2 separate regions of the Sus scrofa genome follow, and region 1 is linked to region 2. Evidence: chromatin contacts called from public Hi-C data. All regions are on one chromosome and are shown on one strand. Each heading gives the region's core, a stretch centred on a gene start, on an enhancer-like site or on the middle of the called end of the contact. The rest is flanking DNA. Distances are from core to core; before and after follow the strand shown. Region 1 holds the start of ALKBH7 (alpha-ketoglutarate-dependent dioxygenase alkB homolog 7, mitochondrial). Region 2 holds the start of SLC25A23 (solute carrier family 25 (mitochondrial carrier; phosphate carrier), member 23).

The links. A called contact is a pair of places that touch in the nucleus more often than the background predicts.
Region 1: a Hi-C map of skeletal muscle shows a contact between it and region 2, with 4 times the contacts expected there. The contact joins the promoter of ALKBH7 here to the promoter of SLC25A23 in region 2. A contact is called at or near these places in 1 of 5 promoter capture datasets (liver) and 4 of 47 Hi-C or Micro-C datasets (liver and skeletal muscle).

The regions. Positions count from the first base shown.
Region 1 is chr2:72,699,321-72,706,114 of Sscrofa11.1, reverse strand. It overlaps ALKBH7 (alpha-ketoglutarate-dependent dioxygenase alkB homolog 7, mitochondrial), which reads left to right and starts at 2,191. Exons shown (of 3, transcript XM_013994719.2): 1 at 2,191-2,621; 2 at 3,528-3,652; 3 at 3,818-4,038. The coding sequence starts at 2,355. The coding sequence ends at 3,980. ACER1 (alkaline ceramidase 1) reads right to left here and starts at 1,512. Exons shown (of 7, transcript XM_021083989.1): 1 at 1,382-1,512. PSPN (persephin) reads right to left here. Exons shown (of 1, transcript XM_021083991.1): 1 at 4,141-6,794. The coding sequence starts at 4,817. The coding sequence ends at 4,275.
Region 2 is chr2:72,623,910-72,630,288 of Sscrofa11.1, reverse strand. SLC25A23 (solute carrier family 25 (mitochondrial carrier; phosphate carrier), member 23) reads right to left here and starts at 4,575. Exons shown (of 10, transcript NM_001246246.1): 1 at 4,420-4,575; 2 at 3,183-3,291; 3 at 2,529-2,616; 4 at 2,149-2,260; 5 at 729-887; 6 at 491-643; 7 at 181-288. The coding sequence starts at 4,575.

The DNA of each region.
Region 1 (6,794 bases), core at 942-3,441, 78 kb before region 2:
TAGTGGCGCTAAATATCAATTCAGTGCTGCAGGGGCCAGAAGCCAGATTGGAGTGGACCCAGAGAGACGGGGTGGGAAAATATCGGAGCTGGACAAATCTTTCGAGGAATTTTGCTGTCGAGGAGAGCAGAAAACATGGGTCTGTCTTTGAAGAGTACTGAGGTCAATGTTTTGTTTTTTTTAAATTCAGAGGACTTTTTAATTTGGCTTCATTCATTGGTTACATTTGGCTGAACTTTGCATTCCACACAACTTAAAATACACACAAAAGCAGAGAAACTAGGATAATGAGTCTCAAGTACCCATTGCACCAAGTCAACAATGACCAGCTCAAGGCTGATTGTGATTCTTCGATCCCCTCCGGCCCCCAGCCCTGGATTGCTTTGAAGCAAATCCCAGCTTTTCATTTCATCTATTTCAGTATGTATTTCTGAAGGATAAGGAATATTTATTTCTCAAAAAACTGAAAACAGAACTACCACAACTACCACATGACCCAGCAATTCCACTCCTGGGTATATACCCACAACAAAAACACTAATTAGAAAAGATACATGCACCCCTATATTCACAGTAGCATTATTTACAACAGCCGAGATATGGAAGCAGTCTAAGTTTCCAGTGTCCATCAACAGACAAATACATAAAGACGTGGTGTATATATAATGGAATACTACTTAGCCGCTAAAAAGAATGAAATTTTGTCATTTTCAGCAACATTGATGGACTTGGAGGGCATTATGCAAAGTGAATTAAGTCAGAGAGACAAATACTGTATGATATCACTTCCATGTGGAATCTAAAATATACAACAAACTAGAGAATAAAACAAAAAAGAAACTGACTTAAAGAGAACAAACTAGTGGTTACCAGTGGGGAGGAGGAGGGGGGTGGGGCAAGACAGGGGAGGGAGAAAAGGGGGTTATTATGGGATTATGTAAAATCATGTGTGTGTGTGTGAAAATTTGGAAATTGTAAAGCACTACAGAATTTAAAGAATCTTTCAGGAGTTCCCAGTCATGGCTCAGTGGAATCTGAGTAGCATCCATGAGGACAAAGGTTCAATCTCTGACCTTGCACAGTGGGTTAAGGATCGACATTGATGAGCTGTGGTGTAAGTCGAAGATACAGCTCAGACCCCACGTTGCTGTGGCTGTGCTTGTGGTGTAGGCCAGCAGCTACAGCTCGAATTCAACCCCTAGTCTGGGAACCTCCATATGCCGCGGGTGCCCCCGCTAAAAAGATAAATAAATAAATAAGCAAACAAACAATAAAGAATCTTTCATTCAAAAAAAGTTAATTGCAAATAAGTAAATAAAAGGAATTTTTAAAATGACAACCACAATACCATTTTCAAGCCTAAAAAAGGAAAAATACTTACCACGGGTGAATATTCAGCCAATGTCCAAATTTCCCCCGTTGTCTATTTTTTAGTTTGTTCCAATCAGAATCAAACTAAGGTCCATACATCACCACTGGTGGATAGATCTCTAAGTGTCCTGTAACTGCAGGTTTCCCGTTAATTTCTCAATCTCTCCCTATTTTTCTTCTCTTTCCTTGAAATTCACTTGTTGGAGAAGCAGGGTCCTTTGTCCTGTGGACTTTCCCACTTTCTGGTTTTTGTTGATTGGGTCCTGTCCTTGATATTTCCAGTGTATGAATCTAGACAAGTGTGATGGGATTCAGGTTCTGCTTTTTGGCAAGTGATCTGCCAGCAGGAGGCACATTAAATCCAGTTCCCCTCTTTTCAAGATGTTAGGAGCTGTTTGGTCTCTGTCTATATCCACCAATAGTCCAATAGGGCTGCAAAATGGTGTCATGCCAATTCTGTCACTGAAGGAAGGGGATTTTTTGTTTATATCCTGCTTTTAAGATGGGAGCCAGCCCGTATGCGGGTGGGAATGACCCAGTAGAGAGGGGGTAACGGGACGTGCTTCGTTTTGACTTTTGGCTGAAACCCCTAACTCCACAAATCTGGCCCCAGCCCATAATCATAGGCTGGAGGTCATTCCCCTGACCCCTACATCTCAGCCCGACTGTACTCTACCCGCATCCTCCAGACCTGGCCGACTTCATAGCCTCGGCCCAATCCTTCTATGACCCCTGACCTCTGACCCCAAGCCAGATCTCGCCTTTGCCCCTTTCCCCCTCCCCGCCTCCGCCCCCTGAAGGACGGACAGCCAGTAGTCTGAGTTACAGCGGTCGATGGCGTCCAATAGGGCAGGAGAGGAGACGGGTTCTGGGGAGAGCCAACAGTTTGGGACGCCCAGCCGAGTAATAACCAGTAGCCTTGAGCGAGAGGCGGGACTCTAAGGGAAACCAATCACTGGAGGGACTCCAAGCAGCCACAGCCAATGGTTCTGGGGCTAGGGCGTGGCCCTGACCCCCCGCCGCTTCCAAGATCCGGCTACGGAACTATGGCAGGGGGCGGGCAGCTGGCGCTGCGAACGCTGTCTGGACACGGTTGGGTGAGGGGCTCGGGTCCGGCTCTCCTTAGCCGCCTGCGGGACGCCGCTGTGGTGCGGCCCGGCTTCCTGAGCGCGGCCGAAGAGGAGACACTGAGCCGCGAGTTGGAACCTGAGCTACGCCGTCGCCGATACGAATACGACCACTGGGACGCGGTGAGGCTGGCGGCGCTGGGGGGCCGGACTGCGGAGCTACGGAGGGGCGGAGCCTGGGGCGTTATGGGTGGGAAGAGTGGAGCGCTGGATGTTCAGGGCTACTGTTGTGGGCGGGACCTGGGGTGGGGGGCGGAGTCTTGAAGCTTGGAGGGGTTTAGGGGCACCTAAACAGTTTTGGAAAATGACAGCAAGGGCCAGAACTAAAGGCAGAACCTGGAACTAGGGGGTGTTTGGAGGACAGAACCAAAGTTAGGGACGGGGACGGGTGTGGAGCGAGATGATGGAAAGTCAGGGGCTGGGGTTGAAGACCAGGGAACTGGTGTTGGGTAGGATCAAACTGTGAATATCGGGGACTGGCCAGCAATGGGGCCGGGATCTGGGACTGAATTGAAGCCTCAGGGTGGATAGAAAGGACTGAGGCCAGCTAGATGGGGCAGGGGTTGGGTTTTGAGACCCAGGATCATCAGGTTGATAGGGTCAAGGTTGTGAATTGAGGGTGGGGTCAAGTGTTCTGCTGGGAAAACCAGCCCTTTGCTTTGTACTTCCACCAGCTTTTTCCTTCCCACCCCCAGCCCCAAACCCATACTTCAGTTTCCCTGTTCTCCCTGGAAGCTTCCAGCCTTGACTTTAGCTCTCTGGGCAGGCCATCCATGGCTTCCGAGAGACTGAGAAGTCACGCTGGTCAGAGGCAAGCAGGGTCATCCTGCAGCGTGTGCAGGCGGCCGCTTTTGGCCCTGGCCAGAGCCTGCTCTCCTCAGTGCACGTGCTGGACCTGGAACCTCGGGGCTACATCAAGCCACACGTAGACAGCATCAAGGTGGGCAGAGACCCGTGCCTTAGAGCTCCCAGCTGGGCGTGAGCCGGCCAAGCCAAAGATTGACTTACCCTCCATGTTCCCTCTTCCAGTTCTGCGGATCCACCATTGCCGGCCTGTCCCTGCTGTCTCCCAGTGTCATGCGGCTGGTGCACACTCAGGAGCCAGGGGAGTGGCTGGAACTCCTGCTGGAGCCAGGCTCCCTCTACATTCTTAGGTACCGGCACCCAAGGAGCCCCCACCCTACCAGTAACTCCTGAGACACCCACCCAGCACTTTTGGTCATTCAGCCCTCACAGCAAACTCCACCCCCTATTGGCAGGCACTCTGCCTGGACTAGGGGCTGCCACCAGCCCACCCACCATACTGTTTTGTCTTGCAGGGACTCGGCCCGTTACGACTTCTCCCATGAGATCCTTCGGGATGAAGAATCCTTTTTTGGAGAGCGTCGGATTCCCCGAGGCCGACGCATCTCAGTGATCTGCCGCTCCCTCCCTGAGGGTATGGGATCAGGGGAGCCCCGGCAGCCACCCCCAGCCTGCTGACCTTCTCGAAGCTTCATAAGACACCTGTGTTTAGTGGATAAAGTTGGAGAATGGACAAGCTGGCCTTCCTGCCTGTTGGTGGGGGGCTGGAGTTGCAGGGGAAGCCCAGGACCCCACCACACCCACCAGGAGCTCCCCCAGCTCAACACATAGTCATGGGGCCAGAGGAGCAGTTTCCTTTATTGTGCCCCTTGCTGGCAGCCCCAGCCCACCTCCCCTTCTCTTCTCAGCATCCAAGTCTCCAATAATAAGCAGAGCTCCTCCAGTGGGTGCAGGGCCCCAGGCCCGGCATCTTTAGTCGCTGCAGGCACAGGCTGCTGCGGAGAGCTGGGGCAGCCGCTGCCAGCGGTGTCGGTCATCGAGGAAGGCCACGTCGGCATAGCGGGTGGGCCGGCAGCAGGGCCCACCATGGGCTCGGCCCTGGCCCCGAAGCCGGGCCAATGTCAGGCCATGCTGGGTGCGGGCACCGCGGGGACAGCTGCCAGCGCAGTAGTGGAAGATGACCATCTCCTCTGAGGTGTAGCCCAAGCCCAGCTCGGCCACGGGCAAGGGCAGGCTCCACAACTGGCATGGGCCAGCCAGGGCTCGGGGCAGGCGGGCGCCTGTGGGGACGAGGAGCAACTGATAGTCAGGGTCTGGGCAAGAAGGAGTTGGGGAGCACACAGGGTTCTGGGGGTGCTTACCCAGCTGTGTCCTCTGGATCCCTCTGTCTGCTGCTGGCTGGGATGAGAGCTCTCCTTCCACCACTGGAGTCCCCCAGGCCCCAGGGTCCCCGCCAAGGTCCAAATGCAGGATCAGGAGTAGCAGCAAGCTGAGCATGACTCTTCCCATGGCCATGATGATGGGCAGGTCCTGAAGATGGGGATGCCCCGGCCCTCAATTTATCCCCCTGCCTGAGCCAGAGAGGTAACCTCTTCGCTGCCGGCTGCACGAGGGCCCCCACGTACCACACCTTGGGCCCAGGCAGCCCTGCTCCTGCCCCACACACCATCCTTCTAAGAGTTAAGGGCGCACACACCCCCCAACACCCCATCCAGACATTCCAGACCTATTTCCGACACCCCCTCCGCCCCCTGATTTATGAGTGTTGTGGCGGCAGCCAGGGCCAAGCCCAGAGCGGGCAACCAGGGTCCCCACCCTACCTGCTATCTTGAGGATAAGGTGGGGGCCCTGGTGGGATCCCTCCCACTCAAGAGTGCTGGGGCTCAATAACCCCTGCATTGAGCACCAGGGGGAGCAGATGTGTGTGTGGGGAAAGAGGCAGGTCGGCAGGTGGGTGAGGTGACCCAGGAATCCATCATGGCTCCCGCCTGGAAGATTAAGATATCATACCCCTGTCTCCGGGCCTGGCTGAGCCAGCATCAAAACAGGAAAAGGGAGAGGCCCAGGGACGGCCAAGAGCTGGGACATCAGGGGCAAGAAACTCACCCTGCAAGGACTCAAGTCTCTAGAAGTCCCACCTGAACTCCAGGGCTCAGCCCTGCCTTGGGGTCAGAGGACATCAGAGCTGGAGGGGAGGTTAAGCCCTCACCCAGGTCCAGGTGACTTCCCCACTCTTCTCCATCACCTACCTGGGGAAGGGATCCTCCATCATAGCTTGTGAAAGGGGGCCAGAGTCCCTCCCACAGGGAGTTCTGAGGACAGATATTGAGTGTGTAACTCAGTGCCTGGAACTGAGGAGCCGTGAGTGCTTTGAGGCAAAGGAAATAGCAACAGCCTGTGTAGGTTTGCCAAAGTGCTCCATCTCACGCAGGTGACACTGGGTTAAAAATCGGATGAGACTCTGTGCCCAAGATCAAGATTAGCAAACATCAAGAGTTTGCTTACACATGGCTGGGGGGGGTTGTGTGTGACATAAGCACACGTGTCTGTAGGAGTATAAATGGGTTAGGGCCAGGCATGTGCTACAGGACCCCCAAATCTCACCCTTTTGACCCAGGAAACCTGCTTCAGGAACTTTGTCCTACTCAGGATATTTGCTGCCTTTTGTATCAGCAAAAGGCTGGAAAAGGAGTTCCTGTGGTGGCTCAGTGGTAATGAACCCTACTAGTATCCCCGAGAATGCAGTTCCCATCCCTGGCCTTGCTCAGTGGGTTAAGGATCCAGTGCTGTGCGAGCTGCTCGGATCTGGCATGGTGTGGCTGTGGCATAGGCTGGCAGCTTTGATTTGACCCCTAGCCTGGGACCTTCTATATGCTACAGGTGTGGCTCTAAAAAGAAAGAAACAAATAAGCTGGAAAAGACCTCACCTCCACTGACAGGAATTGCTTCCATGATTTTGGTATGATGGTCCTTACTGCATTGCACGTCGATACTACTTTCAGAATTAAGAAACACACCCAGAGGAGTTCCCGTCGTGGCTCAGTGGTTAACGAATCCGACTAGGAACCATGAGGTTGCAGGTTCCATCCCTAGCCTTGCTCAGTGGGTTAAGGATCCGGCGTTGCCGTGAGCTGTGGTGTAGGTTGCAGACGCGGCTCGGATCCCGCATTGCCGTGGCTCTGGCGTAGGCTGAAGGCTACAGCTCTGATTAGACCCCTAGCCTGGGAACTTCCATATGCCGCTGGAACAGCCCTAGAAAAGACAAAAAGACAAAAAAGAAAAAAAAAAAAGACAACACACCCAGAATTAAGAAACACAGATGGAGTTTGAACCCAGGTCCTGCTGAAGGCAAGGCCTGTGCTCTGAACCACTAGGGCACAACACCTGATCTGGTGGGAAGGCCTTAGACCTTGGTCCACGTGGCAGACAGAACAAGGGTGATGTTGCCAGGGCCAGGGGCAAGCGCTTCTCTCCTACTGTCCCAAAGGGCCT
Region 2 (6,379 bases), core at 3,326-5,825:
CAAACTGTGATACCCAGACCAGCTACACATGAAACAGTCTTGCTCCAATGAGTTACAGTCAGCATCAGGAAGAGGCAATGTTATAATCCCCATGCTTATCAAACCATGGAGTAAAATGGTTATTGCAGGCTCCCCACCCTGTAGTGGTGCCTCTTTGGCGAGGGGCTCCCTCCTTCTCACCTCCATGGGGTAAATGATGGTTTGAGCTGTGGCACCAGCCAGTGAGCCAGCCACGAAGCGTTCCTGCACGTGTAATGTTTCCTGCTGTCCCCGGATGGCCCGCTTGATCTGAGAGGGAGACATAGCAGTAGCAGGACCTCAGCGGTTGGGCCTTCCCAGCACTTGGACCCTCCCCTTTGCTGTCCCCCTGCTGTGGGCATCTCCCAGGGGAGCAGACACCCACTCCTGAGGATCTGCAGACACCTCTGCCCCAAGCCAATCCTGCAAATCCTCTTGGCCATAGCCCGCACCTGCCCACAATGGCCCTCACCTGCTCATAGGCCATGAACTTGATAGCCGACTCAGGTGCAATCTTGAGCACGTTAATCCCGTTGCCACGCCACAGGGAGCGGACGCCCCCCTCTTGGATCATGCTCCGTAGGCCCCCCAGGATGTTCAGCCGGTTGGTCTTAGAGGCATGGACCTGGGTGGGGAGACGAGGTGGCTTTGGGGTCCCTTCTTTGGGCCCAGAAGTGGGGGAAGGGATGGGACTCTCCAGGGCCCCTCACCTGCATGAAGACCTTGAGGCGGTCCAGAGGGGCGGTGCCTGTCCGGGACACGGCACCTGCCACTGCACCTGCCACCAGCTGCTTCCACCACATGCCAGTCAGCTTCTCTTGCTCTGAGAACTCATCTGGGACTGTCAGGCACTCACCAATGTCCAGGACCTGGGGATGCAGAAGCTGAGGGTGTCATGCCCCTGGGGGGGGTGTCTCCCCCATGAATCCCAGGACACCCATAGAGTCCCTCAATGAATCTCACTTCAAGAGATCTGTCTTGGATCTCTACCAGATCCAGAACTCCAGTTTCCACAAAATATAACAACACCCTTCCTAGGGACCACCATCCAAATCCCATCAAAGCCTCCCCTTCAGGGTAGGAATCCCTGGCTCTCCCAAGAGGCTCTCACCAGATCCCCTGGATGGAATCCTTTCAGATGTTATCAGATCCCACCAGAAGCACCACTCTGGGAGTCCCAGCCAGGAAATGGCAGTCCAGCGCTCTCCTTACCACCCCACCCCAGCTTCCAGAGGCTTCCTAACTTATATTTTCAGCATCAGAATCCCTTCCCAAGGGAGATAGAAACCAGCAGAAGGAAGGGGGAGGGAGAGGGATGGACAGGGAGTTTGGGGTTGGTAGATGCAAACTATTACATTCAGAATGGATGAGCAATGAGGTCTTGCTGTACAGCACAGGAAACTATATCCAATTACTTGTGATAGAACATGATGGAAGACAATATGAGAAAAAGCTTGGGGAGTTCCTGTCATGGTACAGTGGAAATGAATCTGATTAGGAACCATGAGGTTGTGGGTTCGATCCCTGGCCTCACTCAGTGGGTTAAGGATCCGGCGTTGCCATGAGCTGTGGTGTAGGTCACAGATGCAGCTCGGATCTGGCACTGCTGTGGCTGTGGTGCAGGCCAGCAGCAACAGCTCTGATTAGATCCCTAGCCTGGGAACCTCCATATGCCACGGGTGCGGCCCTAAAAAAACAAACAAAAAAATAAGAAAAGAAAAAGCTTGTATATACATGTATGACTGGATCACTTTGCTGTACAGCAGAAACTGACAGAACATTGTAAATCAACTATTAAAAAGAAAGAAAGAAACCAGCAGAAGGGGAGCCATGTGGGTTGGGGGTGGGAGGCCAGCCCCATCTGGTGAGCCTTTTGTTCCCTGCACCCCTATAGGTCCTGCAGTAAGTCTGAAGGGCTCAAATCAGCCAGAAGAAACCTCCCCAAATGGGTCCCCCAAGCCCCAGATGGCAGAAGAGGGGTGCAGAGCCTTGTCTCTCAGCCACTCCCAGTAGCTCCTCCTTCTAACGTCCTGACCCAGCCTTTCCCCCCCATTGCCCTGGGGAGACCAGGGCAAGTCCCCAGGGGAAGAGGGCCCGACCACCAGGCTGGGACAGCTGCCCCCACCTCACCGTGGAATGCTTCCAGAAATAAAGCACATCTTCTACGTTCTCCAGCGAATGCAACAGGAAGTGGTCACGCCATTCCTGCCAGTCAATGGTCATGGTGCCATCACGGTCTATGCTGGTGGGGAGGGGTATGGGTGGGATGGAATCAGTGCCTGGAGCCAGGGGTGAGCCAGGTGAGGTTCTAGTTGGTTCTGGGGGGAGACCAACTCCTCAGCCCTGGGGAGGTCCCCATTTTATAGAGGGGGAAACTAAGGCTCAGAGACGGGGAGCAACTGGCCCGAGATCCCAGCTCCACCCACCCTGGGATTGGGTCTGGGGCCCAGAGGCTCATGGTGACCGAGGGGTCTGAGTGACCTAGAATTCTGGACCCCCCATCTACTCACCTGTGCAGGATTTTTTCTGCCTGCTCCAGTGAGATGGAAATGCCCAGAGCTCGGAAACTCTGCTGGATCTCAGAGACATCAATATGACCTGGAGAGGGGACCCAAGGTGGGGAATGGTGTGAGTGGGGACCCTGAGATGGAGAAGCAGGACAGCTTGGAATGGGGACGGTCTCATAAGTCGAGGGGGTCCAGGAACCCAAGGTGAGGTTTGTGGCAGGGTTGTGTGTGGGGGGGTCCTTGACCCACTGGGATGAGAAAGGTGAAACTGGACACTGGGAGATCTTCTGTTTGATGAATGAATGAAGGACTGAATCCAGGGGTAATCCGCAGGAGATTGAGAAGCAATACTGGACACCCAGAAGCGGTGATAGGATATCTCTATCTCATAGGGAATCCAGGAGCAATATGGGGGGGAATCTCTGTCTCCCCCACAAAAAAATAAGACTAATAAATAAAAGAGGTCCCACCCCAGCAAGAAAAGGAGGTGAGATAGGCCGGCTGGGCCCCGAACTACCTAGCTGGGGGTGAGGAGAGCTCCCAAAATAGCCTGTGAGTCATCAGGAAGAAGCGGCCCTCCCCCCCTCCGCCCAGCGCTGCCAGTTCTAACCCCATTGGCTCCTCCGGGGCCCCCACAGCCCCATCCCTGGGCCTTACCATCCTGATTTCGGTCCAGACTATGGAACAGAAGCAGCAGGCGCTGTTCCCGCTCCTGCAGGTAGAGGATAAACTCCTCCAGGTCAAGGCCTCCATCTGGGGAGATGCCCTGGCAGAGGGGGAAGGGTCAGAAAGAGCTCCAGGAAGCTGCTTCCCCAATCTAGAGGGCACGTGCATGACCAGCTTATGCCCCAGGAACCCAGCTGCCTTGCCTCCCCCACCCCAGCCCTGCACCTAGAGGATTGGGGTGGGGAAATCACCCCCTCCCAAGATGCCCAAGGCCACAGTAGGTCTATGAGGTGGACAGTAATTGTCCAGTTTTCCTGGAGAGCAAAATGAGACTCTCCAAGGTCAAGTAACTTGTTCAAGGTTACAGAGCTGGGAAGAGGGTGGGTGGACTTGGGCTCTCATCTCTGAAAGCCTGTCCTTCCAGCTGTCTCATAAGAATGCATCCACATAGCAGTTCCAGGAGCTCCCCATTGGAGAGAGCTCTGGGTAATGTGGAACAATGACACATCGGCCAAGCTGAGCAGCCACAGGGCCTCTGTTTTTCCCATCTGTAAAGTGGGAAGTTGAATGGAGATCTCAAGATGCTATCTCTGGAGACAGTCCAGTGGCATCCGGGGCTCCAGTTGTGGAGGGGACACCTGAATGCGCTGGGGGTTGAGTTCCTGCTTTGATATGTGTATCCCCAGCTGAGGGGCGACCTCAGAGAGGATTGGGTCCCTGACTAGGACAGCCTGGGGCATCCAGCCAGGACCAGGAAAGGACCAGGAAAGGAATGTAAACATAAAGGCTGGGGCTGCTGCCTAGGAGGACAGTGGGTGCCCAGAGAAGGGAAGGAAGGTGGGGAGAGTGTGTCTACTGGAGGGGGGTGCAGGCCATGTCTTGGGCTGTGCAAAGAGTTCAGAGGAGGGTGTGTCCCGGGCAGTGGGCAGGAAAGCACACGTGGTCCCATTCCCTGGAGGTCATCCCCCACTCCGACGGAGGAGGCGGGCGAGTTTGGCAGCGGAACTGCAGGCCTGGGGCCTCAGTGGCCCTGTCTTGAGCGAGCCCGTTAAGCCCGGATACGGGCGGGCAGGGGGAAGGGACCGAGACACCCAAGCTGGTCACAGGTCCCGGAGTCCAGCCACAGGCGGTCCAGGGCGGCTCCCGGCGCTCCATTCAGGGGCTCGGGTTACCCGGCTCGGAATGGGCCCCAGCGCGGCGAGCCAGGAGAGGGTCCCAGAGGGGGTACCTGTTGGGCGCCACGGTCCGGGTCACCCGCTCCCAGCCGGGCCAGTCCCTGGCGCAACTCGTGGACATCCACGCGACCATCCTTGTTACTGTCCAGCTCCTCAAAGAGGCGACCCCAGCGCTGACGCCGCTCCGCATCGCCCGGGCCCCCCCGCATGGCGCCAGCCCGGGGGGAGGGGAGGCCCGGCAGCGGCGGCCTCAACGGGGGCTTGACGGCTCCCCCTCTCCCCCCCGGGACCCCGCAGGGCCAGCTCCGCGGCCACTGCTACCTCAGCCTCAGCTCTGCCTGCCGGGCTCCCGCACTTGTAGGAGGTGGTGACTGCTTGCTGTCGCCGCCTGCGCCAGAACTTGCGTCTCCTCCCCCGACCTGCATTTGGGGGAGGGGGCTGGGCGCGGAGCTGTTGCGGGGGGCGGGTGTCAGGGATGCTCTGGTGTTAGCACAGTTTAGGGAGCAACAGGGTTCATTCTGGGAAGGGAGGCTAGAGAGATCATTGATTTCAGATCTGGTTTCTGAGTTCCGCTCCTGCATGCCTCAGTTTACCCTCTGCCCAACGGGGCGAGGTAGGGAGATGTCAGGGAGTGGGTTACGTAATCCTTTTCCACTTGACCTCTCTCCTCTACTAATCCTCTTCTGGAACGAACGTTCTCGCTTTTCCTAGACGTACTCAAGAACCAACTCTGCCCCATCTAGCCCTCCGTCGGCCCGCCGGCTCATTTCACATTCCCCACCCGGCCACAGAAGCCGAAGCCTTGCTCTCCCTCTGTGTTTTCATCTCGACCGCGCGCCTCCTTTCTCGGTCCCACTCAGGCCGGGAAACGGAAGATCAACGCGCGGCGCGGCTGCGGAGTCGGTTTCCTATTGGCCAGAGCGCAGAAGCTGCGCCCGCCTGTCCCGCCTTGCCCACCCATCTAGGCGGGGCCTCCCCTCTGACCCTGGGCTGCCTTGGGCCCCACCGCCCCCGACTCGCCCAAAAGTCTTAAAGGGGCCTTGGCCGGACACCAAGCAGTCTGCTTTCTCCCGACTCTCCTGGTGCAGATCTCAGAGTCCTAGGAGTAGCTGGGGATGAAGACCTTATAGCCGAGCGATGGAGGCGGGGCACCGGTCTGTCGCGCTCGCTGCACCTGCCGAATGTCCCTCCCACTAGTTTCGGGCGCAGTTTCTCGATTCACCATTAGGGGGAGGGGCGCCCAGACCTTTTGAAGGCGAATAATTACAACAATAGCTAACACTGATTCAGTGCGTTGCACAAGCCAGGCCTTTTACTCACTTCTCGAGTCGTCTTCGTCAAATCCCTATAAAGTAGGTGGGTCTGTTTTTCCCAGTACACAGATAAAGAAACAGGAGGGTAAGCCAGTCGCCCCAGTCCACATGATCAGTAAGGGGCAAGGCAGAGCTTTAAGCCGACCTGAGATTTTTACCCATCAATACTCTGTATCCTAGAAGGGATTAATTTTTCCTTAACCATCACTCTTCACTCCAGAGTCCCTAGAAGGGGGTCGTCTTATCACCACCCTTCTTTATCCCAAGATATATGGCCAGTGAGGGTACATATGGTTCCACTAAGCTTCTGCCCAGACAGGTGTGCTCAAACAGGTGTGTCCAAGACAAGCCTTTTATAGAGAGTCCCCTCAGAGATGTTTTTATTCACAGGTGGTTCTTGGAAGGTGCCCTACAATCCGGGGGATACTGATATTTTCCCACGAAGATGCCCTAAACAAGTGTTTTCTCACAGGTACATCCCTGACAGGTAGACGTTAATGCACACGCCCCCCCCACCTTGTGCTTCAGTGAGTGTTCCTCATGCAGACATTCTCAGCTCTTCATCTCAGTCGAGCTCAGTTTTACCCAGCTTCCCCTCATGCAAGTCTCTTTCCTTCACCTCACAGGTATGTTTCTCAACAGGTGTTACACCACCCAGGTATGCATTATATGGCCTACCCTACCACTGATGTGTTCTGTT